Linked DNA regions of Danio rerio: region 1 is linked to region 2. The links are chromatin contacts, called in public Micro-C maps. All regions are on one chromosome and are shown on one strand. Each heading gives the region's core, a stretch centred on a gene start, on an enhancer-like site or on the middle of the called end of the contact. The rest is flanking DNA. Distances are from core to core; before and after follow the strand shown.

Evidence for each region. Hi-C and Micro-C count contacts between places; a contact is called where the count stands out from the background.
Region 1: a Micro-C map of caudal fin shows a contact between it and region 2, with 4 times the contacts expected there. The contact joins two enhancer-like sites. A contact is called at or near these places in 3 of 18 Hi-C or Micro-C datasets (caudal fin and embryo).

Annotation. Positions count from the first base shown.
Region 1 is chr14:40,597,624-40,603,071 of GRCz12tu, reverse strand. No RefSeq gene overlaps it. Among named protein-coding and RNA genes, the nearest start is that of zgc:77938, 88 kb to the right of the region's middle. Within about 2 kb of position 2,286, at least 3 of the 62 cell types and tissues checked have an H3K27ac peak or open chromatin away from gene starts, as enhancers often do.
Region 2 is chr14:40,548,385-40,553,170 of GRCz12tu, reverse strand. No RefSeq gene overlaps it. Among named protein-coding and RNA genes, the nearest start is that of zgc:77938, 39 kb to the right of the region's middle. Within about 2 kb of position 3,465, at least 4 of the 62 cell types and tissues checked have an H3K27ac peak or open chromatin away from gene starts, as enhancers often do.

The sequences.
Region 1 (5,448 bases), core at 1,037-3,536, 51 kb before region 2:
GACTTTTACAGTTTAAATAATTATACTGCTGTCATAAAGAGCATCTCCTGTCATCCCTTAACCTTTGTTTAGTGCTTATACAGAAATAATAAAATAGTTCAACACTTCTAACCCATCTCTGTTTGTGGTCTCTCTAAAGTGGGTGGGATTTAAAGTGAAGAGAGCAAGTGTTTATGCAAACTAACCAATAGAACGTGAGCAGACTAGGTAGAATGGATGGTATTGGTGCACTAAATAGTAAGCGACTCTTGAATGACTTCAGAGAAACAGACAGATAAATGACCCACAGGGCTCCATGTGGTATGTTACCATCCTGAAGTAGATAACTTTGATTTATACAGTTAACAAAAGACCTGCAAAGATACCGTAGCAATAAGTGGATGCTTTACTTATGCAGTATGTTGATTACTTATAGTTGCTTAAATTAACAAATAAGATGGTATGTATTTGAATTTGTTTGTGTGTGCGTGTGCATGTGTGTGTGTGTGTGTGTTTGTGTGTTAGCTGTCATCCTGATGGCATATTTGGAAAACAAACCTGGAATCTGTCAGTTTGGTTCAGTCACACTCAGACCTGACAGGAAGCTTGTCGTGGATGATAACGATGTCATCGGTCAGCCGGTTAACAGTTTAGACCCTGTCCAGTTAGCAGAGGTGAGACAGTACATCTGTAGCCTTATCAGCGTCTGTCCACACATGGAGAAGCCCAACACAACACTTCTCACACCCAGCAAATACCCAAGACAAAGCCTTTAAAGTGGACACCATTATTTCTAATGCTATGTTCATTCTAATTCATGCATTGTTTTTATGTGAATATATTAATTAAGTTAAGTGTAAACAAATGACTAATACTCAAACTACTGTTATTGAGTAGTTTTTCTCAAGAATTGTAATTCACTAAGTAGATTTAAAAATTTGTACTTTTACTTTCCCTTGAATACATTTTTAGCACTGTGTGGATACTTTTACTCCACTATTTTCCTTCAACCTGCAGTCACTACTTTATTTTTTCCTGTCTATGGGGATTAGAAAAATCAGTTCTTTGTTTCCTGTCCAATCAAATCACTAAATCGCATCATAATGGACTACCTCAACACCTGGGTGATTTATAATTGCAGCAACTCTTTGGAAGCGTTGAAAATGTCCAAAAATCATCACACACAATGACTCAGAGACTGTTTAGACTGCAATGAGATTTGATGTTATTGGACATCAAAATAACATTGTCATTAGATGCTGGCTAGACACCTGAATAGGTAAATTTTAGTCACCTGACATCACAACTTAAATCTACCCTAATATTAACGTCTTATGATGTTGTGTCCCTGCTGGTCAATATCTAAATTCACTACAGAATGTTACGTTTACACACATCCACAAATTACATGTAAATGCATCAGTTTTTACAGTGGTACTTACTATTCACTACTCTTGAGTATGATTTTTCAGTACTCTTTCCATCAGAGATTTATTTATTTAAAAGTTAAAAAAGGCATCTTGAAAATGGTTCATTATTGTATTAGGGCTAATCTCAGATTAATCTAAAATAGTGTTTAATGAGATAAAAAAAAAAAAAGTACTGTTTAAAAGTTTTTATTTCCTAAGGATTTTACTGAATAACTGATTGATAGTTTTGACAGAAATAATGACATTATTTAGCAAGGATGCATTAAATTATTCAAAAAGTGACTTTAAATAGTAAATATGTATATTTCAAATAAACTGTATTTTTTAATTTACTAAAAAATGATTTAAAGTTAATTTTTATCAATAATATTTGAATACTGATACTAATATAACATCTTAGGCACCAAAGCATAGTTATTACAATGATTTCTCAGTTAAATTAATGTTTTAAATATTATTTTGCAATTTATATTTAATGACAATAATTAGAAAAATCATATTCATATATTTATTATAGTCATAAAATTAATTACAATTTAATTAAATTAATAAAAAAAAATTAAATTTAAATTTTTTAAACAATTAATTTAAATTTTAAAATAATTCATAACTTTAAGATTGTATTAGTCAACATCAGGTAACTAATAGAGAGTAACCAAATACAGAGAAAACTGCTCTTATCTGTGTCTCTGTGATTAGTGTGTTAGTGGTCGTGTCAAAGTGTGTGTGTGTGTGTGTGTGTGTGTGTGTGTGTGTGTGTGTGTGTGTGTGTGTGTGTGTGTGTGTGTGTTTTCCATTGATATCCCAGTGCTGGACAGTCTTAGGTGGGGTCAAACCTTGGAATGTGGCCCTTCTTATCAGTACTAGAGAGAGAAAGAAAAAGAGCAGCAGCAGCACAAACATTCCTCTATCCTTCATCCTTACAACTTTACAGCCATCACTCGTACCACTTACAAACGTTCTGTTTAGTCTGCCAAGACCAAAAGAGTCTTCCAGATTTTAAACTCACGTTACAGTGAAGTCAATAGGTTGGCATTCAAAAAATATATATAAATAAATAAATAAATAAAAAAATTCAAAAGGTGGTTAAATAATTCTGATTTTAACTGCATATTAACTATTCACACAAACATATAAAGCTTACATGCAATAGTATGATATTACTGATATTTACTCATAGATACTGTAAAAAAATGACAATGCCTTGAATATTCAATTTGGGTTAAATTACCACTTTATTAATAAATCACTTTAATTTAAATTACAATAGACTGATGTAAAACAGCTTGTGTAACTTAAATAGTAACATTAGAATCATTAACTTATGTTCTTTTTTACAGTTATTTTATATTACATACAAAATATTTAAATACACTGTAACAAATAGGTCCCACACAAATCCTTCATGTTGTCACAACACAAATTGATTAAGTTAACTTAATTGTTTTTACAAATTTAAGTGGATTGCACAAAAAATAATTGAGTTATTCCATAAATACCTTACAATTTGTGTTGTTTCAACTCATTTTAAATGAAAAGCTTGAACAAGCAGTAAAAGTAATTTTTGAGTGTGTAAATGCTCACATGTGTAGTCACATCTACAGTATACACAGTATACACACTTATAAGATCTCAAAATGCATAACAAATTAAGTAAAACCTTTATTAAATCTTATGTTTTATGTTAAATATATATATAAGGAGAAAGTGTTGTTTTTAGATGTATATACACCTATTATAGGACCAGTGTTGGGTAAGTTACTATAATTAATTACTAATGAATAAAAATGTATTTAAATTACTTTTATGATTACTTTCACTTATAATAAATAAATACTCTAGACTACCTAAAATCCTTATAAATCCAAAGATGATAGAAAGTCTTTTAATTCTATAAATTGGAGTAAAAACTGGGCCTTTAGCTTTATTAAAAAAAGAAATACTTCAAAGAAGTGAAACATGTGTATCAAAAAAGGAAATGTTTCAAGATAATGACACAATATTTTAAACTTTCTGTATATTGTGATCAATTTCTTATTCAATTGTTTGTTTGAATTCATCAACTTAATGAGTGTAACCTTCTTTCGTTATAATATATTGTATAACAAAATAATATAATTTATCTGCTTGGCTGATTTGATTTGTTCAATTTTGGAAAAAAAGTAGTTTTTTTTCAACCCGGGCTCGTTGTGGAAACGTAGTCCCGCGGACGTTTCTGGAGACCGCGGAATACGTCCCGGCAGGTACGTACGGCTGCAGTTTTTGTTTTTGCGAATCCGCGAGTGGCTGCTGTTGTGCGCTTTTTCGCATCTCAGATGCCTCTCGCGAGTGCAGTTCGCGCCTGCGCTATTCTCGTGTGAACCCACCAGAGGCCGCTGTCCAACTGACTGGATGACTGACTGCGCGACCGGCCAATCGGCCGACCCGCCCTTCTCCTTCCCTAAACCCAACCAATTTTACCAATCGACCCGCCCGCCCGCTCGCTTCCTTAAACCCGAGCGACAGTTTACAAAAGCCGTCCAGAAAAAGAAAAGCCCTGATTTTTTTTTTCTAACGCGTTTTGGGATTTCACCGCGTTCTCACCCTGTTACGAAACTCGTTGACTTAATTTTTGGGATTCTGTTTTTGTCTTACCTGATTGCTTGAACCGCTTTTCCTCGGACTCAAAACCGGTCACCGTGGTCAACTCCTCTCTGCATCTCGAGCCTGCCAACGTACACAGTGAGCTGAGTGGACAAACGGGTTGCAGCGGCAAAGCCCTCCACAAGGAGGTAAGTGGTCGGCCGGCCGGCAGGTAAGCGCAAAAGGGAACGGTGTCACACCGCCCTGCAGCGTTCGCTTGAAAAAAATAAACGCAGCCGTACGTACCTCCCGGGACGTATTCTGCTGTCTCCAGAAACGTCCGCGGGACTACGCTTTCACAATGAGCTTGGGTTGTTTTTTTCAACACATTTTAAATGAGTAATTTCAACAAGCAGCAAAAGTAATTTTTTGAGTGTGTTACGTTAGTCACTTTGTAACTAATTACACGGAACACAGAAACATATGAAGAACCTTTAAATCAGCAAAATAGGATACTTAGTGCCTGACAAATATAACATCACTAACACTTTTACCAAAGCCTAAAGCACTTTTATTATTATCTCATCTAGAGCTGTAGGTTTTAACATAAGGTTTCTATATTACATTAACAATATGAGATTACGACAAATTAAGTGTGTAAGTTAAGCTCTCTTCACCGATGGAAAAGTCCCAGAATTCATATATGGAATTGTCTTGGCTTTGGATGTCACTGGAGATGCATCGCTCCATTACCACTGTGAGAAAGCAACTAACTACTGCGTCCAAAAAAGCCCACTCCATTGACGTCAATAAACTCTAAAATCCAAAAGGCTACAGACCAAAACTAATTCTCTGAGCTAGATGCTCGAAATCTCTGTGTATACTCAATCAGCTGCGAAGCTCATCGCCGTTCTCTAGGCTTCAGCTCTTGGGCCATTTTTCATCCTATAATCCTTCGTTTCACCCACAAAATTCACAAGCTCCTCCTGCCCCATGCCAATGCTAGCCAATGGATGCCTCCGTCGGTGGCCTTAAGGAAGCCAATTAGAGCTGTCATGCTGGAAATCTGCCCTCTTGACTCCAGCCAATGTGGAAGTCAGACCAGAGAGTGGATTAGCATTGTGTCAGGCATCTGTGTGTGTGTGTGTGTGTGTGTGTCTCCTGCGGTCAGGGCAGGTGACCCCCACACACAAAAGCAATGCGCCGACTGAGTGAGATTAATAAAAGCGATCTTTAGTCAGACAGAAATGGACAGGTCACACACATGCTTGGCTTTGTGAGGTGTCTGATGTTGTTAAGACTACCCAGCGGGTGTTGAGGGCGATACAAAGAAAAATCAGTGTTTGTGTGTTAGAGAGGATTAAACCTTAAAGCAACACGACAGAAAGACTGCTTTTTAGAAACTCTGTGGCAATTTCCTGAGAAGTCTGGAGGAAGGTAAGCTCCTCTCAGAGTTAGTGTCTGGGAAGATGTGGAA
Region 2 (4,786 bases), core at 2,216-4,715:
AAGATTTTGGACTTTTTGGCTTTTCATAAAGTGACTTTTTTCAGTCTAATGTAAAGAAGACATCAAAAATAAACTTTTTAAACATTCCTTTTTGCCACACTTCAAATTGTATCAATTTTTTTGTTATTTGCAAGACATTTTTAAATGCCATTTTTTCAAAATAATTTTTGCAATAAAACTCTCTTATACCAGCACTTACAAACAGTACTGTACACCATACATAACAATTTTATTTATGTCTGTATTACACACAATTTGGCAGATTAAATCAAACGTTTTATTTTACAAAAAAAATTTCTCAGTATTTTCAAAATTAAATGAAACTAAAAAAAAAGAGTCCCCTAAAAACCTTCCCACATAGGAATCTAATATATATCAATATGTGCAAATTACATATGGCTTACAAATTTTTGTTTTGATTAAATATCAAATACAGTTGAAGTCAGAATTATTAGCCCCCCTGAGTTATTAAACCCCCTTGTTTATTTTTCCCCCAATTTCTGTTTAACAGAGAGAAGATTTTTTCAACACATTTCTAAACATAATAGTTTTAATAACGCATTTCTAATAACTGATTTATTTAATCTTTGCCATGATGACAGTAAATAATATTTGACTAGATATTTTTCAAGACACTTTTATACAGCTTAAAGTTAAAGGCTTAACTAGGTTAAATAGGTTAAGTAGGCAGGTTAGGGAAATTAGGCAAGTTATTGTATAACGGTGGTTTGTTCTGTAGACAGTCGGAAAAAAATTACCTTAAAGGGGCTAATAATTTTGTCTTTAAAATGGTGTTTAAAAAATTAAAAACTACTTTTATTCTAACCGAAATAAAACAAATAAGTTTCTTCTCCAGAAGAAACAAATACTATCAGACATACTGTAAGTATGTCCTTGCTCTGTTAGACATTATTTGGGAAATTTCATATATATATATGAAATATATACAACATATATGTTGAAATTTTGTAAACAATTTGTGTTTATGAAGGGTGTGCCACTGGGCTCTATATTGGGCCTAAGCAATATTTGTTTCTTGTTATGCTGTTGGGGATTATATAGACATCTTGAAAGTAAGTTAAAGCAATAACAGAAAATACCAAAATATAACATTTAAAATGAAAACAGAAAGATAACAGTGCAAGTTGCTTTAAAGTTTAAGGCAATAAATAAATAATAAAAATAGACCATAAAAAAGTGTCTTGCTAAAAAAATGTGTTCTTTTGCTATTTTTACAATAAGCAATTAACACTTCAAAATTAAACTAAAGCTTTTGATTAAATTGTATTTTAATGTAAATCTGAAAATAGTTTTTTTTTTTTTAATTGAGTTTTTTTATTTTACTTTGGCTTAGTGTAGTTTGGCTTACCTTTGAAATAGGCATGGGACAATTACCAGTTTCAAGCTATGCCACGGTTTGGAAAAGTCAAGCTTTTAAAACTGCAAAAAAATCTGTTATACCCTTCCTACAGTTTGTATAATATTTTTACATGTTTTATTTTTTTGTTTGTTTGTTCGTTTTTTGTTGTTTTTTTGGACAACAGTATCTCCAGCAGAAAATATATCTAAATATGCCTTTTCAAGTTGTAAAGAAATCAGTGTTTGTGAAACTAATGAAGACAGCAAAAGTCAATGATTTATTTTGATTACTTAGCCAGACAAAATATTTTTATTGTTTCTCAAAATAAAATGTATTTTGCTCAGAGGGGGAAAAGTTTTAGTTTTTTATTGTAAATATTTACAATATTTCCTATTGTAAATAGTGTTGTGAGAAATGCACCAAAGTGACTGAGAAAAACTTTAACCTAGTTAAGCCTTTAAATGTTACTTTAAGCTGTATAGAAGTGTCTTGAAAAATATCATCATGGCAAAGATAAAACAAATCAGTTATTAGAAAAATAAATTATTATTACTATTATGTTTAGAACTGTGCTGAATAAATCTTCTCTCCATTAAACTGAAACTGCGGAAAAAAAATAAACAAGGGGGCTAATAATTCTGACTTCAACTGTATATGATTATATCTAATATATGTGAACGTATAAATAAATAAAGTCCAAAGGTCAGAAAAAAATGCATGTAAGCACCCACATATATATTTTATACATATGAATCCCAAATGCGAACTTGTATGTTATATACCTGCATGTAATTTGCATATACTCCTATGCATCATATTTCTATATGGGTATGACTGATATGCAGGGGCGGATTTAGTGATTTGGGGACCCTAAACGATTCCAGCCATGGGTCCCACAGTCCTAAAATGCACCCTTTTTTACTTTTATTTTATTTTTCTATATTTTGCTAATATATTTTGTACAACTCAAACATCTTTTCTACGTTTTGTCTTAATGCAGTCTGTACATTTTTAATGATTCATTTTTATATATATTTGACTGCTGGACTGCTCCATTTTTGAGGTGGTGGACAAATTTGTGGACAATTAAAATAAAAATATTTTAATTTATAGTATTATTATTACATCTCATCACATTAATACAATAATAATAATATTAATAATAATAATAATATATTTGATTGTACATTAAATAATATTTAATTACATTAACATTTTATTTGTTTTACTTTCACCATACAAAATATAATAGAAAACAATGTTATAATTATTTTATTGGTTACCTCTATTTATACTTCTGAATATACTTCTAGAAATTATACGTCTAGATATTTATTGGGTACTCCAGATTTCCTGGGGCTCTAAGGGGCCGCTTACCTTACTTACTGGTTAAATTCGCCACTGCTGATACGCAAAGTTTTTTTACTTGACACTATCCAATATTTAGATTTAAGTGTCAGAAGTCATTTTTATTAAATAATGCCTCACTTGCATAATTAAAAATAACATTTTAGAAAGCATCAACCCGTGAAGTATGGTGATAACTGTTAGTTCATTTTTGTTCCCTTTCCGCCTGCATTGTCTTCCCTTAGCAAGTTTGCAGTTCAAATCCCCAACATTTGCAGAAAAAAAACTCTCTGCAAGTTACCCTAAGTTGACTCTCTCATTTACTCGCCACTTTTAATCTCCAAAACTTGACGCCCTGCCCTGCGCGCCTCATTCCAGACACTTTGACCCCCTGCTGGAAATGAAACGACGCCCCCTGTTGGCGCGGCTCTAGTGGGGATTAGGACGTCTCCCAGGATCAGCTGGGTCCTGCTCTGTCCCAAAAGAGGAAGAACAAATATTAATCAGCAGTAGCTCTGTCGCGCGAGGATGGCGGGGAGTTAGGAATCAGATGTTGTGGGAATGGGGGAGTTAAAAACACCCCTGTTTGTGCCTAGCAGTTTACTATGGGACAGGAATGTTTGCTGTTCTCCCTGCCATGCATCCCGAGGTTGGCAAGGGTCTGTGCCCGCACCATGTGTGCCAGTGTCAGCCAGCACAGCCTGCCCCGCCTCCACCTGCTCAATCGGGCAAAGCTACCACGGCGCCATCTGCTGCCCGGTGCAGCCACGCAAGCCATGCCATGTTTAATCAGCGCATATGAGCAAACAGAGCGAGCGGGCTGAGCCAGGTGGCAGAGCCGGCTGCCCGTTTGACTGAGGGGCCAAACCCGGCAGGGGCATCAAAGCCGGCCCGGGATTTACGGAGTAACCAGCCCCTAATCCACCCCCTTATTGGCTCCATTCATATTGAAATGTGTGATCAGAGGGAAGCGGGAGAGCCTGGTCTGGCCGGAGAACGGGTCGGCACAGCTGCAGGGATAAAGTTGCACTATGAGAGCAGCACTTTATTAGACGACTAAGGCCTCATTGATTGGATTAGGATTGGGAGGTCACGAGTGGCAGGACGTATATGTGTGTGTGTGTATGGGTGTTTGTGTGTGTATATATATATATGAATGTGTGGGGGGCAGGTTTCAGGGAAATGTGTTTTTTAACATATCTTTTCTTCAAGTGTGTGTGTGTTTGTATGTGTGTGTGTGACTTTTGTGCTGAATGTAACAGAGAATGGGTGGAATAAAATGGAGAGCAGAAGCTGAAGATTGATGTCGGACTCTCTGTGTGATCCTGTCTGGTATTAAGTTGTAGCGCAGGAGTTTTTTTTTTTTTTTGGCTTGCCAGACAACTGAAAAAAGAATTAGCTGGTGACTTAAAGGTTTGCTGTGATTTCTCTGCTAGGAAGCGAGAGCCGTTTAGGAGCGATTGAATGTGGCTTACCAGGGATCACTGATCATCCTCTGTGCTATTTTGTTTAGGGTAGAGAGTGTGGAAGAGAGAAAGTGAATATGAATGAATGATTGTGGTTACTTTGTATTGAAATGTTGTGAGAAGCATTTGAATTACATACAATAAACGTGTAAATAAATGAATGAACAAATTGTAATATGAATTTATGGAGAAAAATATTTGAATATAATTTGCTTTGCCACTCGGTGATTTCACTTTTTTCTTTAATTTTTATTTCTTCATTCATTCATTTTCTTTTCGGCTTAGTCCTTTTATTAATTAGGGGTTGCCACAGCAGAATGAACCACCAACTTATCCAGCATATGTTTTATGCAGCAGATGGCCTTCCAGCAGCAACTCAACACTGGGAAACACCCATACAATCTTGCATTCACACACATGCACTATGGCCAATTTAGCTTATTCACCTATACCGCATGTCTTTGGACTTGTGGGGTAAACAGGTGCATCCGGAGGAAACCCATGCAAACAAAGGGAGAACATGCAAACTCCACACAGAAATGCTAACTGACCCAGCCGGGGCATGAACCAGCGACCTTCTTGTTAGGCGATTGAGCTACCCATTGCACCACCG